4 separate regions of the Rattus norvegicus genome follow, and all the other regions are linked to region 1. A link is a contact called in public Hi-C data. All regions are on one chromosome and are shown on one strand. Each heading gives the region's core, a stretch centred on a gene start, on an enhancer-like site or on the middle of the called end of the contact. The rest is flanking DNA. Distances are from core to core; before and after follow the strand shown. Region 1 has its middle 26 kb from the start of Fastkd2. Region 2 has its middle 97 kb from the start of Klf7. Region 3 has its middle 170 kb from the start of Klf7. Region 4 holds the start of Klf7 (KLF transcription factor 7).

Region 1 (5,584 bases), core at 1,018-3,517:
ATGGAAAAAGTCTTTCTCCTTGGTGATATAACCCTGAAGCAAAAATGTGAAACGGAGCAGAAAGAGTCAGGGCAGGCTTTGACTACTCGGCATTAAAAGGAAGAGCATATGGGATATGAGCCTTGCTGCTGGGGTAACTAGCACGGAGGGGAAATCTGGGGGCTCATGTGGAAGTGTGCCATACACCGGCAAGCTCACGCTAGAAAACCAGTTCACTCAATGGGCTGGCTCAGTCCTGAGGCTGGAAACAGTGAAGATTTCTTTTGTCCTCTCTCACTGGCTCTGTCAGCTCTTTCTTTCCTCACCCAAACAAGAATGCCTCTGGCATACGAGAAAGAACTCTATTCGCATCCAGTGGTTAGAAGAACCTAATTTCAGGTATCCTAAAAGCGCATCTGTTGATCTATCTTCAATAGTCATCTCTCACCCAATTTTAGGTCCTTCGCTCTTGTGATTTGAGGGGAGGGGAGTGTCAGTCTCCTCTACTAGCTTGTCCATCTTTCCTTTTCTCTTTTCTTCCTAAACTATTCTCTGTGCTGCCTCTGGGTCCTGGACAAGGATAAAAAAGGACAAGGGCAAGGTCTATGAACTGGTGGTCTTGTATTCTTTGAGGATTGTCCTTTTAAGTAAGATAATCAGATGCTGGCTCTGGCACAACCTTGTATGGGGGGGGGGGTTCTTAAAGAGATATTCTCCTTCCTCAGTTTGTTCTATCACTGCAGCCCTCATACTAACCATGCTCCTAACTGAACCCCTAAATGCATTTTGGGCTTAGAAGACTCCATATGGCTTCCTTTGCAAACGCTGGCAGGAAGTCCTATAGGGCAGGTGCCTTTCAGCATCACTCTGACTTGCTAGTTTCCTCATTAGTCACTTACTCCACGAGAAGTATCTCCCTGTCATCTGCTCCCTGGAGACCCTGAAGCCTCTCATAGTGTCTGCTTTTGTTCTACCATCAAAAGTAACTACAACCGTCTAGGCCTCTCCAGGTAACAGCCAGGTTTCACCCCCATCCACCTTCTCCAAGCCCACCAACACTGATCCACATCAAGTTGTGAAATGCAATTCTAAATGCAGTCTTCTGAGTGTCAACATGAGTTATGATTTTAGTTCACTGACGTCACAAGTCTAAGGTACCAGGTATTTCTCAATGAGCAGGTCACACCCGACCCTTCCTCTCTCACTGGGTTTCAAGCTTAACAGGTATCTCTGCAAGATACAGATGATTTTCTCTTGCGAGCATTCCAACTTTCTCCTTGGTGAAAAAAAAAAAACTTACGATTTACATTCTTCTCTCTCATAATCTTAGACAATTTAGAGAGACAGCTCCATACTCATACATAAATACCAATGTTTAAGCTTATTAGAATATAGATTTTCACATATAAAAGCTTATATCCATCTTGGCATTTTTCTAATACTCAAGCCGAATATTATCTCTTTAGATGCCATGACTCTTTTAATGAAGTAAATATGATCTTTCAAATCTTGTCAATGGCACAGAATACTTTTTGAATTCATGCATTCTTATGAAATGAATGCAGAGTTTATTGGATAAAGGGATAGATGATGGATAGGTAAATAGATAGAGATGGACTTATTTTCTAAGTCTTCTAAATTCTACATGGTGACCTTGGGAAATGTCATCTAATGTCATTCAGTCTCTTAGTTTTCTCAGTTATAGACAGACACAATAGTCACAAGGCTTGCTGTGAGAAACGGATGAGATTACTTGCAAGCTCTATACTATATACTGCAAGGAGGTATCAGTGATATGGGGCAGGAGATTGCCTTCAACATTTTTCACAGGCTCCATTTTACCACATGCAGATCAGACACTGGAAGATTATGCCCCAGTTTCCTGTGGGCAATAGTCCAAATAGGAGAATCAAAATAGCTGTGCAACCACCAAAATCTGTCCCAGAGTTCCCCCCACCCACTGAAGCTGATAACAATGACTACATCATAGGGTTGTTGTGAGAATCACATCTCTTAATGTAGTACAGCGCCTACTACAGAGACAGCAGTACCCAGCATATACAATGATTAGATTCATTAGTACCCTGTAAATTCCCAGTGTAAAATACCACAGGGTTACCTCCCCCCTTCAATGCCTAGGTTCTGTCATTTTTGAATAAGCTTAGTTGCTATGGTTACCTCCCAAAGACACAACGTTGGAAAACTTGTTGGAAGATGGGGATTGATGGCAGAAGGCTTTAGTGGACGACACAAAGCAACTTCAGCAGTGGAGACATTTTAATACATGTGAGCAGTCTCCCTTGGAAACCAAATTCACATTTTTGCCAACATGGAAATGAACTCAAGAAGTGGAGCCTCAGGAACTTTGTGCATGGCTCCCATGTGAGACCCAGACCCAAGACCTCAAGAACAGCATTTCTGCTCCTGACTCAATTCCAGAGCACTTCAGTGGCCTCTCCCAGGACCTGACAGTCACAAGATGTAAGTTGCTAGACAGCCTTCATCTGATGCTGTTACTTCTGTGTAGAAGGAAAAATAAGTGGCCCAGCAATTGAGTTCAAAAAGAGGGGGGCAGAGCTAAGAAACATACACCATTTGGTGTTGTGCACTAAATAATAATAGGCATTTCTTGCTATATTCACTAGCAGCATTGATATGTGTTCTGGGGGCAGAGAGAGGTCTCACTTCCTCTCAGTCCTGTTCACTGAGGGGAGTGGTGCTAACAGCCCAAGCTGATCCCTCCCCTTGGTGTGCTTATAAATGGGTTTTCATCTATGAAATCAGCTACAACTACAGCTACAGCCACTCTCAGTGAGCGAACAAAAGCTGGTCTGACCCTGCTTCCTCTTTCCAACACAAGCAAACCCAAAGCCCTAAGAGGCCTGGCAGACCCAAGGTATTGTATAGACAGTCCTCCTGAAAAGACTCTTTCTGCCTGGTCATTTTTTCCCAGACATTCCAGGGAGCTGTCCTGCTCTTATTTGAAATTCTAACCAGAAGGAAGTCACCCCTGAAAATACTAGGTGCCCCAATTTTCTTTTCATGATGATTCAGCACCACCTAGGGGACACTGCCATTCATTTCTTGTTTTTTCTATCTCCAGTTCCTTGTAAAGTACTTCGGTCCTCCCCACTCACAGCCTCTGAGAAAGCCAGAGAAGCTTCTCTGCCACACGTGCTTTTCAGACTTTAGCCCAACTACAGCTGGAAACCATGCTCAATTAGCTTCCTGCTCAAGACCACTGCTGAGAGCTGCAGTTCATATCCACAACTCAGCCACAGGGAATTTGCCTTCCTATTATAAGAAGCATCAACTGTAGGGCACGACATATAAATGTATTTATAATATGCACACTGGTCCTTCAGATTGGCTCTTAGCATCCCCATTTTACAGATGAGGAAATTGAAGGTTATGAAGTTAAGAGACTTTCCCAGACTTCAAGCCATGGTAGACTTAGTCTTCACTATAAAATGATTTGTCGATATCCTACTATGGGTTGAGTCCCCATAGCAGCAGGATGCTCAGTTAGGTGAGTTATTATCGTTCAGAAAGATCACTCCAAAGCCCATTGGGCCATTCCAATAGCAAAGACTCAAATCATACATCTAGGTTGAGGGTACTGCTGTAGGAACTATCTTCGAGCTGCAAAGCAACACTTCATTACTTGAGAAGCAAGTTGCAGGTTAATTGAAAATATGATGTAATTCCGTGTTGCTGTGCGTGTAAGGTCTGTGATTGACTGTAATCAGTAGGAATACTTGGGAAGTACTGGTGTAGTGCTGTGAGCTTGAGGTTGGGGGAGGAGTTTAGAACTTGGCTCTTCTTTTCCCCTAAATATTATCTCTTAGGAAAACTACTTAAAGACCTTATCAATATTCCTAATCTGTGGAATGAATACAAAAAATTATCAGTAACCGTCAAACAAGTGCAGTAAAATAAATACGATCACACTGTAAAATGCTAGTACAGAACCTGGCACCTAAGAGATGGCCACTGCTGTTCTTTAACCTAATCATTCACTCAGCTCACCATTGACCTTGGCCCAACATGGGTCTCTGCCATTTCTGAATGGGAAATTCATGGTGAGCAGGTTTGGTTATGTAAACTATGCTTTGGCATCGTACACTTCACTTAAAACTAAACAATAAAGTTCCTTAGGAAAGGAGATGATAAAGGATAAATAATCTTTGGATTAGGAGAACACTCTAGAGATGAGAAATTAAATACTGAAAACAGTTTGACCTTCAAGAGATCAAATCTCTGGGGGTGGGGCTTACACATGGATGTAACACAATCTAAGCATCCACCAGACAAAGGGATAGCCCACACCATATACATACAGAATACCTAAGGGATAGCCCACACTATATACATACAGAATACCTACTACTGCGCTTTAGAAAGGAAATTCCAACATAACAAAAAGAAAAGGGAAGTGTCCTGGGAGTCTTCTTTTGAGTATTTCTATTGACAGGGGTTGGGAGTGTGGCTCAGTGGCAGATCACTCATCTGGCATGAAGCATAAGGCCCTAGGACAAGTAGGCAGTGCTGAAAAGAAGTACAGATAAATTCAATGAGGGTGTGAGGTGGAATCTCAGGGCTGTTTTGATTTGCATTTTCCTGATGACTACAGATGTAGAATATTTCTTTAGGTGCTTCTCAGCCATTTGAGATTCCTCAGTTGAGAGTTGCTTAGCTCTGTACCCCATTTTTAAATAGGATTATTTGGTTCTCTAGAGTCTAACTTCTTCAGTTCTCTCTATATTTTTTATATTAGCCTTCTATCAGATGTAGTCATTTTTTCCTTTTGACAGTGTCCTTTGCCTTAAAGAAGCCTTTCAATTTTATAAGGTTCCATTTGTCGATTGTTGATCTTAGAGCCTGAGCCATTGGTGTTCTGTTCAGGAAGTTTTCCCCTGTGCCAATGTGTTTGAGGCTCTTTCCCATTTTCTCTTCTATTAGATTCAGTATATCTGGTTTTATATGGAGGTCCTTCATCCACTTAAGAGTTGAGCTTAGTACAAGGAGATAAGAATGGATCGATTTGTATTCTTCTACATGCTGACCTCCAGTTGAACCAGCACCATTTGTTGAAAGTGCTGTCTTTTCCACTGGGTGGTTTTAGCTTCTTTGTTAAAGATCAAGTGACCATAGGTGTGTGGGTTCATTTCTATTCCACTTATCTATCTGTTTCTGTAACAATACCTGTTGAGGGATGGGGCCACCCACCTATCTCAAAAAATTTAACCCAAAATTGTTCCTATCTAAAGGAAATTCAGAGACAAACAATGGAGCAGAGATTGAAGGAAAGGCCATCCAGAGACTGCCCCAACTGGGGATCCATCCCATCTGCAGACACCAAACCTTGACACTATTACTAATGCCAAGAAGTGCTCCCAGACTGGAGCCTAGTATGGTTGTCCTCTGAGAGGCTTCACCAGCATCTAAGACAGATGCAGATACAGCCAACCATTGGACTGAGCCCAGGGACCCCAGTGAAAGAGTTAAGAGGACTGAAGGAGCTGAAGGGGATTGCAACCCCATAGGAAGAACAATATCAACTAACCTGACCACCCAGAGCTCCCAAGGACTAAATCACCAACCA
Region 2 (5,786 bases), core at 388-2,887, 430 kb before region 1:
TCAAATATGGAGGTGGTGGGCTTGGGGGTTAGTATGCAGGCAAACAAAACAGGTCATTGAATTCAGACCAAAGGTGAGCACCAGACTGGGGAGCCCCTCCTCAAACTTCTGACCCTTTGTTGTTTTATGCTTTTACTAAACCACAAGCCTAATGTCTGTATAGATAAACCTACCAGGTGAGCCTCCCCCTTCCTGGGTACACATGGGTAAGGTCGACTTGTTAGCCACCAGTCCTCTCTGGGAGCTCAGCCTCTCTCTAGAACATGCTTAGTGCTACCCCTCTGTGTACTTTTCAGGTGGTTTGGAGAAGAAAGCAAACAAAATAATGGACAGGACGATGCTTGGGACACTGTGTTTTCTTTACAAGCATTTGGAGGTGAGAAGGGTAAACGATCTATTTCCTCACAGAGGACCCTGTACTTTAGAGCTGAACTAATATTTGGAGGATCATGATCGTGAAGATTTTAAAGGAATCCCTCTGGGGTTGGGATGGAGAATGCTTCTTCATATGATAAATATTCACGGCTAAAAGAAAGAGCAGAAGGCAAAGGAAACAGGCCGTGGGGCTACATAGACTTTCCCTGTAATCTCTGTCCTTTCTTTGAGAACGCATAGCTTCTTGTTCTATCCTCATTAGTCCTTGCCCTTGTACCTGTGTCTCCAGCCTTCTTTCCATTCTCCCTATACTGCTGAATCAGGGGGTCCAAGAGTCCTAGACGCTCTTGGTTTGGGAAGAGGTTTAACAGTCAGGTTTCCCAATATACGTTCAGCCTGAATGAAAAGACAAGTTCTCAGCTTGGGTAGCAAGGGGCCTGTCTGTCTCATTCCTCTTCCCATCCTTGGCGTATTCTCTCTTCTCTCTTCCCTGTGCACTCAGAATTTACCTTAGAAGCTGCCCTCGGGATCATGGGAAGCCCCCAAGCATCTCTGGTGAAACTGTTGTAGGTGGCTAGCCACCATGAGAGCCACTCAATTGTGTGACAAGGGATGCGTCAGGGGAAAGAAGGAGGAAGAAACAGGGGACATAAAAAGAAGAAAGATAGGCAGATTGGGACCGGATTTCTTTATCATTCATTTCCAAAGGAGATCGCGGTGTCTGTGAGTGGGCAGGGTCCAGGCCTGGCGTGAGTCAGCAACCAGGGCCATCTCCTGCCAGTTGACTACATTAGCGTCTGTTAGAAGCCAGGAAGAGGATATGCTGTATGTAGGGATAGATGGAGAAGGAAGAAAATTGTCTTCATATCTTTTGAATTATTTATGACCTGGAAGTTTACATGCTAAAGCCTAACCAGACTTGATGGAGAGGGCTGGGAAGAGCTCTCTCTTCCCTTAAAGCCACAGAGTGCATGCTTTGGGTCCCCATGGAGGACTAGGAGAAGGCTAACAATGACAGACTCTCTGGAAGAAAGTGGAGCTCTCTTAATTTGTATTGTGACCTTGAAAGCAGAAATGCAGCCCAGAACCCTGCTGCCATCCGGCGCAGGACCGTAGATTTCCCAGCAGCCTCTGGAGCTCGGGACATAAACCTGTGAATGCACTGTACTTTGATTTTGCCGAGTGGTAACACAGGATGACTGTCAGATCAGTGGACAAAGGAGAGGTCTCTTCGATCTTCGCCTCTGGCTGCCGGCCAGATGGGAGAGAAACAAAGACTTCAGAGCCCTGGTTTTCCATCCCCCTCTCTCTCCCTCCTCCCTGTGTTTTTCTCTTCCTGCCTTAACCACTTAGAGGCCATGCTTGGGATAGAGTCTGCTGACTGCTCTTACGTTTTGCTTTTGGGAAATCATGTCTAATCACATGCATCCCTGTGAATTATATCAGAAAAGATCCCTGCCCTTCGGAGGATGTTTAAATCCAGCAGAGAGACCCTTCCTCAATGCCTACTGCAGAGGTGACTTACGGGTGGGGTGCTCTCCAGCTGGGTACCTGAGTGGCCTTGTGGGCACCTTTGTTTCTGGTTCTTCTGACTACTGAGGGCAGTGTGGCAGTCTGAATGCCTACCTGAAGGAGTTGCCTCTGATCCTCACCCAAATTTGAAGTTTCTGTCTGTGAGCCTCTACGAGGCAAACAGAGCTTCTAGGTCTGTTCCCAGTTACAGGACAGGGTTTGTCTCTTCAGCCCATGGACCACAGTGCAGTCTAAGGTTTCCACTGAAGGAAAGCATCGGGAGGCAATCCCTCCATCCTGGAGCACCGGAAAAGGAAGGGGAAGAAAAGAATGCTGACTGGTGGCCAACAAGCCCAAGGTGGCAGACACAGGACTAGCAGCAAAGAGCTGGACAGATGCATTGGAAGAGAAGTAGCAACAAGATCATTTCTTTGTGTCACTGTCACTGTTCAGTCATCCCTCCCTGTAAACAACAGAGACAAGCCCGGTCCAGGGCTGATCCTCTAGCAAGAACTGAGTGAACCGTTGCTGCAATCAGTAGTGTTAAGTCCTGCATCTCCACTCTATAACTCAACAGAAAGAAGCTGCAAGGCTGGGTAGATGAACAACGAGTCAATGACAGACACACACAAATTCATCATGAAAAAGCAGAAAGCGATACAGTATTGAATTTGAGCATGGGTTTCCCCGTCACCCCACTCCAACAACCAGGAGCCCACGTGTCCCAACCCTGTGAGGGGAGGAACTGATTCCTGCTGCCCAGATACCAAGCAGTGCCTACTTCTCCATAGCTACATGGAATAAATTGAGGTCGTTTTCATAATTTAGGCAAAAGGCTCCCTTTCCACTTGAATTACTGAGATATTTTAGGCAAGTACAGCTTAAAAAAAATTAAATAGCAGAACTTGTGTTTGGGAACTCATTAAAAGGCATCGAGACTTCCTGTATTATATCAGTTATAAACAACTGGGAAGAGAGAGAGGTTGCCTTTTTTTTCTTTTAAGGAAATTATCTGGAAAATTACCCAGGCCTTTGCTTCCTCCTTCTAGATGAGATCTGCTCAGGCTGTCTTCAAGACAGTGACCTCATTAGAGCAGGCTTACATGATAAAACCAGGGAAATGGAAAGGCCAGACTCCTTGCTTTGGCTTGGCTCCTTCTGGCTTTCTCTGTTTCCTTTCTAGTCATGCCTGCTTCTTCATCCATTGTGAGGAAGAAGCACACCCTACTTTCCCATTTTCCCACTGGAATGCACTGAAAATTAATATTATGGAGAGACAGACCAGAAGGATCAGAGAAGCCAGACAGTATCTTTGAAAGAGTCATTATCAGTTTTACTTTGCTTCGCCACTCTGTGCTGACACTGAGATATTGCTTAGAATCTTTCTAAAAGATCTCCTTTCTTTTTCTGACCCTCCATGACCACTAATGATAGGAAACTGTACTGGGATAAATCCAAGAAGGCGTATGTTTGCCTGCCCATCAGCTCAGCTGCTAGGATTGAACGTGATGTTTCAAGTGGCTCCATGAATGCCTAAGCTGTGTGATGGAATGGTGGGTTTGTTGACTGTGGCAGAGCGTGGCTTACCTTCTTCACACTTTTTGCTTAATTACATTTAAGTGTGTATGTGTGTGTGTGTGTGTGTGTGTGTGTGTGTGTGTGTGTGTGTGTGTGTGTACCATGGTGTATATGTAGAAGAAAGAGGACAACTTACAAAAGTGAGTTTTCTCCTTTTACCACAGGGGACTGAGAATAGAACTTAGGTTATCAGGCTTAGCAGCAAGCCCCTTTACCCTCTGAGCCATGTCTCAGTCTATGTAATGTTATTGTTAAAATTGGTACAGAGAGGTGAATGTAGCCCCAGGACCAGAGGACAAGCCTTCCTGAGATGCTGTGTGACTCTATTGTTTGGATACTCCGTTCTCGCCTTCGAGTGTTGTTACCCTGCTTGGGTTCATACTCCTGTGTGTCTCTTGCCCAGGTATCTGAGGCAGCTTTAGGCAGGTACTCTTGATTCTGTCTCTGTCCAGCAACCTCTTCGCTAGTTCAGGCCATTTGGGCAGCAGGCCTTGTCATGTTTCTGCCTCCATTGCCCAGAAATTGCAGCTCTAGGATCCAAAGATAAAGTTGCAAGGGATGCCCATATCCTGCCCAAATCTTAGCCAGCTCTCTCCCCGCTCCACCTAGAGCTCAGCATCCTCCCTATCTGCCTTACAGATTCTTGACCAATACAAGAGAACCACCCCTGCTATCCCTGCTGGAATGGGGGCTTCTTTCACTGTGAGGCCTTCCCCTGTGCTGTCTCCTCTGCCAGATGATCCCCAAACAGAACCAGATGCACCCTAGTCTCTCTCCTTTTCTGTACTTCTCCAGTGTGGCTTACTGTCTTCCTGAATTGTGATGCCTTGGTCAGGGAGGAAGGCTACATGTCTGTTACGTACATCGGTCTCCTCACCAAACAGCACTCTCAGTTTGTTGTTCTTGTTGTTTTGTCCTTAGATCCTTGAACAATATCAGCTTGAAGAAGAAAACCAGCAAGTAGCTGAATATATAGCTTTTATGCAGCTTCTAGCAACAAGGCACCTGTGTGCTAGGTGTTGGAGAAAATAGCTAATGCCAGGCTATTCCAAGAGAAAAATCTGTCTAGGAAGTATGGCAATGAATACATGAGTGAATTTTTATTTTCCATTGAGCGTATGATCCAGAATTATGCAAATAATTAATTTTGCAGAACCTTATGCTAACAGCAGGCTGCCACCTGACAGTATAAAGTCCTGGCAGGTTGCTTTTCTTGGCTGCCACCACTTAGAGGCCTGGGGCTTTCTTGTGGCTACGGCCTTGGGAGCAGAGACCTCCCTTTTCGAGTTCTCTGCCTTGTGTTCTGTTGCTATGGCAACAACCCACTTTTATTCTGGACTTGCTGCATGGGAGAAGGGAATCCTTTACTACAATGGCATAAATAGAAAGGGTTATTTTATTTTATTTTTTTTTAAGTTGACAAGGTTGATCAGAAACACATTATGCTAGAACCAAAGATTTGAATTTAGTGGTAAGATAGTTACATGTTTCTGACAGCATTAAAAGAATGAATTAACTGGAAGAATAGAAGATTTGGTTACCTTTTGTTTAAATGTCTATCTGTGCCGCTGTTGTAGTTCTATTTTTAATGCAAAACTATTTTCGTCGTCTTGAAGTATGTTTCAGATCTGTTTTAAGTCAATCCAGCATGTAAGGAGGGAGCAAGTATCTAGAGTAAGCCTGCAGTGTGTGAGAGATAGGGGTGAACAAAGAGATACACCTGCCCGGCAGTGTGACTGACTGATCTGTTCAAATCTGCAAGGGGGGCGTGTGGCTACGCCGTTATCCATGACTTGAATTTTGCTTTTGGAATAGAATCAGCTTGAACTAAGATTGGAGTTTTCAACACTTTCAGGTACTCATGTGAGTACGAGATGACTGGTGTAGCACATGGCTTATTCACTGCATTTACTGCAGAAGCCAGCCACTGTGGTAGCATAACCTCTTTCCCCCTTTCTCCCATGCAATGTTCTCTTTCCATTTCCTACAGGCCCTGCTTGGCCTATACTGAGCTTTGTCTCTTGACCCAGGTAGCTTCTCATCCTTAACACAATGGAGACTGGCTTATCTAACAAGCAGCTGCGTGCCATATTTCAGCACACAGAGACATGGTTTGCACACCTTTCTTCTTCCACATGCCTAGGTTCCCCTCCGATCAAACCCCATCTTGCAACTCAGGGCCATTTGTCTTCTTTTGGAGGAGCCAAAGAAGACTCTCATTTACTCACTCACAACCAGCTATCAGCATCACACAGAGACATGGGGTGTTCAAGAACATTATTATCTAGGATAGAGATAGAAAGTGACACTCAAGGGTCACT
Region 3 (5,331 bases), core at 1,206-3,705, 500 kb before region 1:
ACCTGAGCTGCCTTCACAGCTGGCGGCTAAGTTGAGCCACCTTTGATTTCTTACCCACGATATTTAGGATCACTTCATGGATTTCCTAACACAGGAGTCATCCAATTACGCCCTGCCTGCTGCCTGTTCGTGGAAATCAAGTTTTATTGGCACACAGCCAATCACATTCACGGGAAACAATCATTCCTGTTCACTGCTAGTTTCTACAGTGTTACTGTTGAGCTGTCGTCCCATGTAATAGCACAGACGTTTTACTGGCTGTCTAGTCCCTGCCGCTTTAGTTTGTTCTTATACATAGGTACTTTTACTGTCTGATTTTCCTCTTCTTCCCTGAAAACTAACCGACTAGATATTCCTTCAAGAGGCATTTCTAAAAAGCCTCAAGTTCACTGTAGGATTGCTGTCTTAGTGGTGACAGGATGTGGACAGGGCTAAGGAGGAGGAGTGAGCAGGGATGACCATAGCTCCTTGGTGAGCGAGCAGGCTAGTGTTCCAGTCACTGGCATTAGCTCAGCCTCCTGTAGCTGTGTGTGGTGTATCTTTTCTAGAGTTTCTTCAATTTCATTTTCAGTGCTGAGTCTTTAAACAATTACAGGTTTTTTTTTTTTTCCCGCTTGTTTGTTTAAGTAAGTGGGGCTATTTGGAACAAGAGGGAAGTCTAAATTCCTCCCAAATTTCAGCAGTAAAAAAAAAAATCCATTCATTGTTGTTTTGTGAAAACAATAACATGGAAGGTGTGGTTTGGGAAAGTCAGAAAAGTCGAGGTCCAGCTTTTTATCTTTAGTTTTATCACACTCCTGAAGTCACTCAACTTCGATAACTTTGTCAGAGAGAATGGAGGTAATGCTGTTTGTTTTGTAGCACGATTCTCCAGTGCACACCATTAGAGGCAGAACGCTGTGCCATCTATAGAACGTGACGTGCATGCTTTTTACGAGAGCATGCTCTAGGGCATTTACTGTTTTCCTTTCATTTATGTTTCATTTACATTAAATGCACACTTCCAGTTTTTGTAATAGGTTCTGCTATTTGATAAACATAAGTCCTACAACTATTCTTTGGGCAAGTTCTTCCTGCTCATAGTTTAAGCTTTTGTTAGCAGAGAAGCAGCAGGCTCTGCAATTCCTCCATGCTCATTCTAGTGACTTCCAAGAGAAGATTTCTTGGATTTGGGGACTTATTCTAATAATCTGAGAAATCTTTGTCTTTTTATGTTGAGTTCTCCCATTTAATTAAAATATAACTCTCCCAATTATTCAAATTATATCTCTCAACAAATATTTTGAATCTTTTAATACATCTGTCATTAGTTTGAATGTATTTAATGCTTCTGAGTACATAATTAGCTGTTTTTGGTCATTTTATTATGTACCTGGACTTTGTTGTAATATACAAATACTATTGTTTTTTACTTATTTTTCTTATTTCAAGCCACTTTATCACTTTGCTAGTAAAATGTTCTAGTCCATAATTTAGTTTTCTCAGAGGTATATTTGTGTGATTTTCAAGTACTTGAGTATTTTTAGTCACAAGGTCCACACCCCCCCTCCAGTGTTTCTCAACTTTCTGATTCAGACAGGGAGTCTAGAGCATAGTCCATAGTCCACAAAGACTTTTTTGGTGGTTCCTACACTTGAACGTTTAGCCATGAAGCCAAGTCTTCCTTTCTATCATCTTTACCATAATGAATGGGCATCCTTCAATAACTAGTGAGACATTTCCTATATGGTTAGGGAACACGGTTGATTTCTTCAGGTATTGTCCCCGTGGTCATCACAGAGGTTCATGATTGTCGAATATTTTGTGCATTGTTTACTCCTAGGAAGTCAGTCTGCGACACCATATGTTCTAACACACCGGCGGGACAAGATAGTGGGCCTGCGCAGAAACAGTTGTAAGAGTGGAAATCCTTTTGGATTTCCCATATTCTCCTGCCAAGCTCTGAACCATTGTTAAAGGCAATGGCAGCTGACATACTAGTTGCTAAAACTATGGATAGAAGACATTGAAGATGGTTGCACAGTATATAGGAGTAAAAAAATCTGTCCCTGGCTCTGAAACTGGAAGTTAGAAAATTGTCAAAGATGATGGGTTTCTACGGTCACCTTCCGGCTCTCAATCTTTGCCTCACAGGTCCCCACTTAGAGCTTGCCCAGAAAAACCCACCTTTGCACCCAAAACTGAGAGTGAAATTTCAGGGTCACAGAACTTGCGTTTTAAGATGCTAAACCCAGAAATATTCTGTAAAATGCAGATGGACGAACTGCTGACAACCAGTGTCTACACCAGGGCTTAGCTGCCTTGCAGCTGCCTCTCTGACCTTTCACCAGGGTGTTTAAAAGGAAGAAGAAGGAGAAAAAAAGAGCAGCGCTTTCCTCTTCCTCGGGCAGCTCAGAATAGCTGCTTCCTTTTGTATAAACAAGCCGTATCTCTGGGAATTTCGAGAGCCGAACACTGTCTGCTCAGAAGCCATGACTCATGACTCACGCTGTTTCCTGGCAGGCTTCACAAATGCAAAAACACCTCTCTGAAGGTCTGCAAAGAATCCCAGACAAGAGTGGTCATATAAGCCACAGAGTCCTTCGTTTTAAATACAGGAAGCTTAGGAAACTGCCAGTACTCATCTTGGGAAGCAGTCCTCCGCAGGCAGCAAGTTCCCCCATTGGCTTAGTTGGTGTCTGTGGCTGTCCCTGCATTGGCTCAGCTGGCGCTGTGGCGGCCCACTGGGTAGCTTGTCTCGGCCTGTGGCTTTAGACCCTCCATCACCCTCTGCCCTCTATGTTTGGAACTTACCTAGCTTAGCTTCTCCTGGGTTCTGAGGGTTAAAGCTTGTCTGAGGTGGGCCTCCCCAGGGAAATTGCCAAGGGGGTCACAGTTCTGGAGCTTGGGACCTTCTTACTTGCTTTTGGCAGGAACTCAAAGCAAAACATCCTTCTTGCTGCAATTTCTCTTCCTCTAGATTTCTCCTCCCAGATCCCATCTGGTCCCTTCTTTAGGGCCACTTAACTTTTCTCCTATTTCCAAATAGTCAAGATTCAAAGGGGAAAAATGCTTATTGGCTTCTCTTAGTTCAAGAGTATAATAGTGTGCATGCGTGTGTGCGTGTGTGCATGTGTGCGTGTGCGTGTGCGTGTGTGTGTGTGTGTGTGTGTGTGTGTTAAATGGTCTGTGTGCATGGCTTTTCTCTTCGTTTGTGCTCTCTCTGGTTTCTCTGCGTATGTGGTCTTTGTGTATGCGGTTTATTTTTTCTGTTTATGTGTATGTGTTTATAAGGTCCCCCACTCCCATGTGTAATTGAGTATATGAACAGGGCAGCCTCTCTACCTTCAAAATATTGAAAGAAAAAGATGGAAAACCTATAGGCAAACAAGGACATTGCTTTATTTATACCTATCCTTAGCTTTCTTCTGATAAAAGTACAGAAGTCCGGTTTGCATACAGCGCTGTGATTTGAGTGTGGTTTAACCCCTTGGCCCACAGTGCAGCTAGGGATCAGTTCTACTAGAATCAGAACACTAGCACCAACCATCCTGGACATAATGGGACTCCATGCATACAAAGGGGACGTAAGTGTCAGGCCAGCTGATAAATATTTCACATCACTATAGTTTTCAGCATCAGGTTGCAAGAGTGAAGAAATAGAGTCCGTTGTTCAAAACAGAACAGTCACGCAAAGCTGGAACTAAGACTAGGGTCTGGTTGGACTGTGCCAGAGAACTGGTGTAGAGGAGGAGGGCAGGACACAAAGGGAACAGGAGAGGACAGAGATCGCAGAGGACACTGAGCTCTTTGCACTGACAGGATTTACTGGTTTCATTTCGCCCTCAGATCACTATAGTGACCAACTTTTCCAGGCCCACTGGAGACTTAAATTTTCATTGCAAGAGTTTCATCTGTCCTGAGCAGCCCCGGACAGTTGGTTATTCCTTTGGTGACTGTCGGGAGGTGGGGGTGGCGATCTCTGTTACAGATCACATGGCTTAGAAGATGAAGGCAGTCCCTCTGTGACTTAGAAAAAGCCAGGTTATGTTGAAATACCTGTCACAGGGCTGTCTACACATCATATGTTTTCTGTCTGCACCCTTCTCACAAAGCCTGTGTAACTGGGGTAAATAAACACCATGGGATAGCTGTTGACTTGATTTATAGACAAAGACGGGTTACTTGTCAATATCCGGGGGATGGGCACAAATCTCAAATAGTATGATTTTAGGTAAACTTTATTCCATAAATAGTTCTTTAAATAAAATAAAGCCATTTCCTATATGAATGTACAATTTCACCATATTGCGTATTTTATGTCATTTTTATGTTTCAGTTCAGAGTACTGCCTTTATGAAAAAATAGGCTCTTACAAATCATATTTTTTGTTTTGATTTTGTTTCTTTGTTTTCGAGACAGGGCTTCTCTGTGTAGTCTTGGCCGTCCTGGAACTCTGTAGACCAGGTTTGCCTCAAACTCACAAAAGTCCACCTGCCTCTTACCTTCCTAGTGCTGGGATTAAAGACATGCACCACTCCCCATAAATTACAAAGCCTTAGGGAAGTGGATTTCTTTATGAAGCTAATATAGCCCCTTCATCTGGCTGGGTTTCCAAATTGTCAGTTTAGATAATCAGTCAACAGGCAAACAAAGCAAGAAGTGCCCCTGTGGGGGTGGTGGTGGGGGATGCCCCAGAGACAATAGCTTACTAGTAACCCTGGCTTGGGTCCGGGTTCTGTTCTGAACATGTTTAGTATTTAACTATGCAGCTTCCCCTTTTCTCCGGAAATAGAAAGAACCAACTTCCTTTTCCCCTGTGGCTGCTCCATTGTCCCATTCTAAAAACTCCCTTGTCTGTCAGACACCTGCTTCCTCTGAAGCTTAGAGTTCTAAGTGCGTTATCTCTCTGATGAGTTTTGTCTGGCTTTCAGTTTCTGTTATAGCTTCCTTTTCTGTTGGATGAGATGGAGGAATGGATACAGAAAATGTCGTACATTCACACAATGGAGTACTACTCAGCTGTTACAGCTTTCAGAGAGCTTCAGCAGAGCCCGAAGCCGGCAACTCTGGGGCGTTTATCCCACAGTAATGCTTTGGGGAAGACCAATTTAGCATCAGACCCAGCAAACACTGTCCTGTGATCAAAATCTAGCTCCATTAACTTTAACTCAGCTCAGCTCACTTCCTCTGCCAATGAGATGGGAGTTTGTTTTCTTCATATGAAGTTCATAGACAATCAGTACAGTAGAAAAAGGAAGTCAACTGAATGAAAAAGTTGAAGACAATCCCTCTCCCCCCATCTTGTCAAAGGCAAACTAGAGGCCTGGTGAATGATAGATATTGCTTGGG
Region 4 (5,295 bases), core at 2,061-4,560, 330 kb before region 1:
GTGCCTCCCCTCAGCTGCTATATCCACAACAAAACTCCTGCATCCAAGACTCAGGGAGCATCAAGGAGGAAGAGGCAGAAAGATCCTGAGAGCCAGAAGACTAAAGAAATCTGCTGTGGGGTTGTATCGCGCCTAGACTTGAACAAGCAGAATATCAATAGACGTGGTAACAGAGAAGGGGGAAATCTCACAGGGCCCCACCCTGTAGACAAAACAAACCGAAGGCTGAGAGCAGGAGAAACAGTCTTCTCCAGGGCTGAGCTCCCTATTGGCTAGCCAATACCAATAGGTCAGCCCTAAAATGATAAGCATACAAGAAACACTAAATGGACTGAACAGGTTATATTTACATATTTAAGCATACACCACACACACACCCCTCAAGAGAAAGAGACCATGAATTTGAGAGGGAACAGGAGGGGACATGAGAGGAGTTGGAGGGAGGAAAGGGAAGGTAGTAAATTAAAAACAAATAAAAAATTACAATATCTAAATATGACGAATGTTGAAACCATGCATTTTAGAGCACTTTGTTGCCTACACCCCTTAGAATGAGTTCTTAAATGTCCTATAACATTTTGAAAAAGACCTCCAAGTCTAATTTGTAGGATTTACTTTGTAAAACGTCGTTTTGTTTGTTCATTTTGTAGGCTGGGTGCCTGAAAGTTCCACAGGGAAAGCTTCGACGGCAGTCTTCCAACCCACCAGAGCAATGTCAATAAACACATATGAACTTAAAACCAAAACCTCAATGTTTTGCCATGCAGAGCTCATGCAGAAGCCTTATAAGTCAGACTCTCCAGGACTTGAAGCACACTGCCTGGTCACTTTCTGCTTGTCTGACCATCGTTAATTTATATACTAAGCCTGGAGACCTTCATCTTCTAAGTTGAAAACCCTATGTGGGTGGCATGCTGAGGGTGGAAGGAGACTGGGCACATAGAATGTCGATGTACGAAGAGTGTGATCAACATTTCCCAAATTTCCAAACTCCAAAGTTAAGATATATATTGATCAAAGCTTGCAATAAGCCAGGTGTGGTGGAGCACACCTTTAATCCCTGCACTCAGGAGGTAGAGGCAGGAGTTTGAGGCCAGCCCGGTCTACAAAGATGAGTTACAGGACTGGTCAGGGCTAAATAGAGAAACATTGCCTTGAAGAAAACAACAAAAACAAAATCCAAAACAACCAAATAGAAATAGTAATAGTATAAATATAAAATACAATAATTTAATTGCCTTGAGTCTTAAACAGCAAATTATGTGATCTTGCTGTATCCAAGGTTGCTTTTTTCTTTTCGTTTTCTTATTACGCATGTACACATCTGCATTAGGATCTCTCAATAGATTTCTGCCCAAGACTTACAATCAGATAGCTTTGGGGGAAGAGTGGACAGGGTGAGATCTAACCAATAATTGCAAGGTTTTGCTACCTCACTTTCTTCTTCTAAACCCTGGCCTGTTCCCTGTGGAGACTATTAGTTCAGGTACTATTTAATTTCCTTGCTTAAAGTCTGAGGACAGTGACAGCTAACATTTAGTGCCTCTAACAGTGACATACTATGCTAGAAGAATTGCAAACAGCATTTTGCTTCTTCTAACAAGAATGGCAGAGATTTGCATTCTTGTTCTTGTGATTGTTCCTGGGAAGCAGAGGCCGTCACTGCCACTTGCTCAAGTCATGGAGCTAATCGGTGGCCGCATATTGTAAGCAAGACCTCAATGAATTAATACAGTGAGTTTTGTTCTTTGACTAACGAGAATCTCAGGCACTAAAGGGCAAATAAACCAGTTTTTCTCAAATCTTAGTAATTTATTTAATTTCCTCTGGGGGATGGGTGATCTTTTGTTTTTTTTTTTTTTTTTAAACTAATTTAATATTGTTATCAACAGAAGGGAATGATATGGAGACGATGAAATTGAATGTACAAGGATGTTTCTTGTCTCTAAGTACTGAATTCTGTAGTTATTCCTAAAGTAGTCCAGCTTTCGGTGTATTTTGGAGAAGCCATACTAGCCATTTAAGGTCAAGCAAACAATTGGGCAACTCTTAACCACGTGCATTGCACAGGCTTCCATCTCTGAGCTTGCAGAATCTCGATATCTTTAGAGCCTTGCTCTACCCCTGCTATGCACACTCCTCCAGGAAGCTACTGGATAAACCTCTTGTAAGGATCTGCTAGCTGGCTGCATGCTCCAACCTGCACCCTAATTCTACCTACTCTCCTCCTATTCTTCTTCATGCACATTCTAATATGCTAGACATCAGACTCCTGGCCAGGTTTTAGGCTCCGTTCAGGGGAACAGGAGGGCGATAGGCGAACGGCGACGCGCACGGAGGCGCGCGGGCCGGGGCGGGGCCAGCGTGCAACGTCGGGGGCGGGCACAAACAAGTCTCCGCGCAGCTCGCCTTTGTTCTCTGCCATTGTGAGGCACTTCCTCCTCTGGCACTTCATTTCTGCACCCTGTGGGGAATTCGGAACTGGCTTTTGGGCTTTAGTTTGGGGTACGTGACGCTGTTCTGAGCCTGGCCTCTCCCTTGCTACCCTTCTTCCCCATGCTTGGCAGGAATGCCGAGTACAAAGAGCTACTTGCCCCCGACGGCTGCACCGCCGCTCTACCGGCTACTCCCGCAGGAGGCATCCTAACCCAGGACTGGGGACCGCACCTCCCGATCGGCCACCGCGGCAACCCGTTCCCTCGGATATGCACGGGGTCCGGGCGCCGTCGGCTCGGACGAGCCCTGCAGCTAGGGTCGGAGGCCAGCGCGCAACCCGAGCCCAGCCGCCTAGGAGTCCCGGGAGCCAGCGCAAGTGTCGCAGCAACCCTCCCTAGCGCTCGAGCTCCCCGGCCGGCTGGCGGACTCCTCTACCCCCTTATATAGCCCTCTAAAAATAGCTTGCCTTGTACCGCCTTGTAAGGCAGCAGGGAGATCCGCAGCGCGCCAATCGGCGGCTGCCGTCGGGGCCTGGCCCCGCCCCAGGGTCCGCTCCGAGTGCCGCATTGGTCCTCAGTGACTTCATGAGCCCCCTGTTTACCTTACATGGTCACACGCGGCCTCATGGACGTCCTCCTCCGAGATCCCACGGCTGCGCGCAAAGCAGGGCGGAGGGAGGGAGTTTGGGGAGGGGGAAGAGCAGGAGGAGGAGACAAGGGGGAGGGGGGGGACTACAAACTAGCGAGGATGGGGTTGGGGGTGGGGAGGGAAGGGAAGGGGTGGGGGGGCGAGAAGCGATCGCGAGAAAAAAAATGCAACCTCCCAAAATAAAGAGCAAAGATTGCATTAGGAGCGAACAGCGCTGCAGATATAGATGGCAGCTTCGTGTCAGTGAGTTTGCGTCCCCCTTCCTGATCCACGAGCTGGAGTGATTAGAGCCCTGGAAGGGAATTGTTACTCCCGTGAAGTCCCCTTTTCCTGGCAGTCATCTGCACTGTACACGCTGGATCCCTCTCTCCATCCACCCGACTCACTCGCTCCTCTCTCACCTCCTCTCTCCCTCTCTCCTGCATTGATTTTTTTTTCTCTCCTTTTTTTAGTTGACTGAAACAAAACAAAACAAAAGGGCCACTGGATGTCTGCCTTCTTGGGGGGTGAGCCAGACAGACTGACAAACAAACAGACCCAGCTGAGCTCGGGGGAGGGTTTCTCCTCCGGTTTTGCCCGGCAGCAGCAGCATGGACGTGTTGGCTAGTTATAGTATATTCCAGGAGCTACAACTTGTCCACGACACCGGCTACTTCTCAGCTTTGCCATCCCTGGAGGAGACCTGGCAGCAGGTGAATGATTTAAATTACTTGTGTAAATCGTGTGGCGGCGGCGGAGACGCAGGGGCTGCATTTGGTGTGGGCTTTGAGTTGAAAAACATTTTAATTCTTTTTTTCTTATTTATTTATTTTTTGGCTGTGTGTTGTTTAAAATGTTTTGTGAAACAATCATATGCGCTTACCTCTCCACCCACCCCTAACCCCTTAGTGTGCTGAGCTGAGCTGGTCCTAGCTGCCTGCGTTTCTGTCACCAACACACATCCTTGCGCACACGTTGTCGGCTCGCTGTCCCCCGGCAAGAGAATTGCTGGCGAACTTCTGGGGTTTGGAGGAGCCGGGTGGGAAGGTGGTCGAGCAATGGTTGACAGGATACCACGTTCCTAGATGCAGGAGTTCTGGTCTTAGTACTTAAATCAGCTTTATCTATTTCAACTGGTCCTGAGGACCGTCAAGGGGGGTTGGGTGAGGGTGGCATGGAGTGTTTTTTCCCAGTGATTTAGCGAGTGTCAATTCAGAACAGGAGCTTGATTTTTAGATTATACAAGGTGAGCTGTAGGAAGAGAAGCCAGGTGACAAAAGACGCTTAAGGATATGTACAAGGAAGACGAGATGTATCTCTCTTAGGCTGACAATGCATTGTACATTTCCCCAGCTAATGCCTCCAGAAGGAGCAGCCTCTACTGTGTCCTTGTGTCTTGTTTATTTGTTTGGGGTGTCTCTCAGGTTAGCACCACCTTGGACAAAGGGTGGTGTGTGCTTCTGTGCTTCCCTACTTTGTCTTAGAGGACTAGTTTAGAAAACTCCTAGGATGCTAAAGGGTACCGGTGCCAAGTTCGCTTGGCATCTCAGGGACGTTGAAGCCTGACTGGGGGACAAGTTCACTGGGCTTTGTGAAGTGGAATAAAGAAAGTGCTGGTCAGTGGAAAGTGCTGGGTCTGCTGCGGAAACAGTGGTTTTTCCAGCAGCGATTAGGAGGTGCTGAGGGGACATTCTGCAGGAAAGATGGTGGTGGATGGGGGCGGGGCGGTTGGGGATAGGGGACACCATGGGTGTTTAAAAACTCTACAGTGTGCACCGTGGAAAGTCCAGAAAGACAGTCTGGATTTGCACGGTTCGGAGTGTGAATTTGTACAGTCCATCCTGGAGGAGGAAAAAAAAAACCCAAAAACCCTTGCCCTTGGGGAGGGCCCTGCGATCCTTGGTGTGTGGCTGCTCTTGTAACTTCTCTGCTCCGTGACAGCAGCTTGTTAAGGCTAATGAACGGCTGAGTTTCCTCTGCCAGGATCCAAAGCAGGATTTGCCAGCTTGAGGCTGGGATGTAACAGTTGCTGCTTTAGGAAGCGGTGTTGAGCTCATGGTATAGGAAGCCAGTGGTAAAACGCTCACTCTTCACACTGTGCCGTTGTTACTAGTTGTTGCCTGGCTGGAGGCTGCGGAGTTTTCCTCCAGGTATCGGCTGCCTGTGTCTGTGTGTCGTCTGTGTGTCTGTGTAGGGCATGGATTCCAGTTGGAAGGCTGGGAGATGCTGTCC

What was found. Hi-C and Micro-C count contacts between places; a contact is called where the count stands out from the background.
Region 2: a contact with region 1 is called in a Hi-C map of frontal cortex, with 2.5 times the contacts expected there. The contact joins two enhancer-like sites.
Region 3: a contact with region 1 is called in a Hi-C map of the Rat2 cell line, with 4 times the contacts expected there. The contact joins two enhancer-like sites. A contact is called at or near these places in 2 of 12 Hi-C or Micro-C datasets (the A7r5 cell line and the Rat2 cell line).
Region 4: a Hi-C map of Schwann cells shows a contact between it and region 1, with 10 times the contacts expected there. The contact joins the promoter of Klf7 here to the enhancer-like site in region 1. A contact is called at or near these places in 6 of 12 Hi-C or Micro-C datasets (the A7r5 cell line, the Rat2 cell line, Schwann cells and 3 more) and 1 of 1 datasets of contacts at active chromatin or transcription factors (oligodendrocytes).

The regions. Positions count from the first base shown.
Region 1 is chr9:72,685,449-72,691,032 of GRCr8, reverse strand. No RefSeq gene overlaps it. Among named protein-coding and RNA genes, the nearest start is that of Fastkd2, 26 kb to the right of the region's middle. Within about 2 kb of position 2,267, at least 19 of the 93 cell types and tissues checked have an H3K27ac peak or open chromatin away from gene starts, as enhancers often do. A contact at or near this core is called in Schwann cells, where this site is marked.
Region 2 is chr9:73,113,907-73,119,692 of GRCr8, reverse strand. No RefSeq gene overlaps it. Among named protein-coding and RNA genes, the nearest start is that of Klf7, 97 kb to the right of the region's middle. Within about 2 kb of position 1,637, at least 37 of the 93 cell types and tissues checked have an H3K27ac peak or open chromatin away from gene starts, as enhancers often do.
Region 3 is chr9:73,187,790-73,193,120 of GRCr8, reverse strand. No RefSeq gene overlaps it. Among named protein-coding and RNA genes, the nearest start is that of Klf7, 170 kb to the right of the region's middle. Within about 2 kb of position 2,455, at least 53 of the 93 cell types and tissues checked have an H3K27ac peak or open chromatin away from gene starts, as enhancers often do.
Region 4 is chr9:73,018,071-73,023,365 of GRCr8, reverse strand. Klf7 (KLF transcription factor 7) reads left to right here and starts at 3,310. Exons shown (of 4, transcript NM_001399681.1): 1 at 3,310-3,776. The coding sequence starts at 3,675. LOC103690543 (a long non-coding RNA gene) reads right to left here and starts at 3,204. Exons shown (of 2, transcript XR_010054801.1): 1 at 3,038-3,204.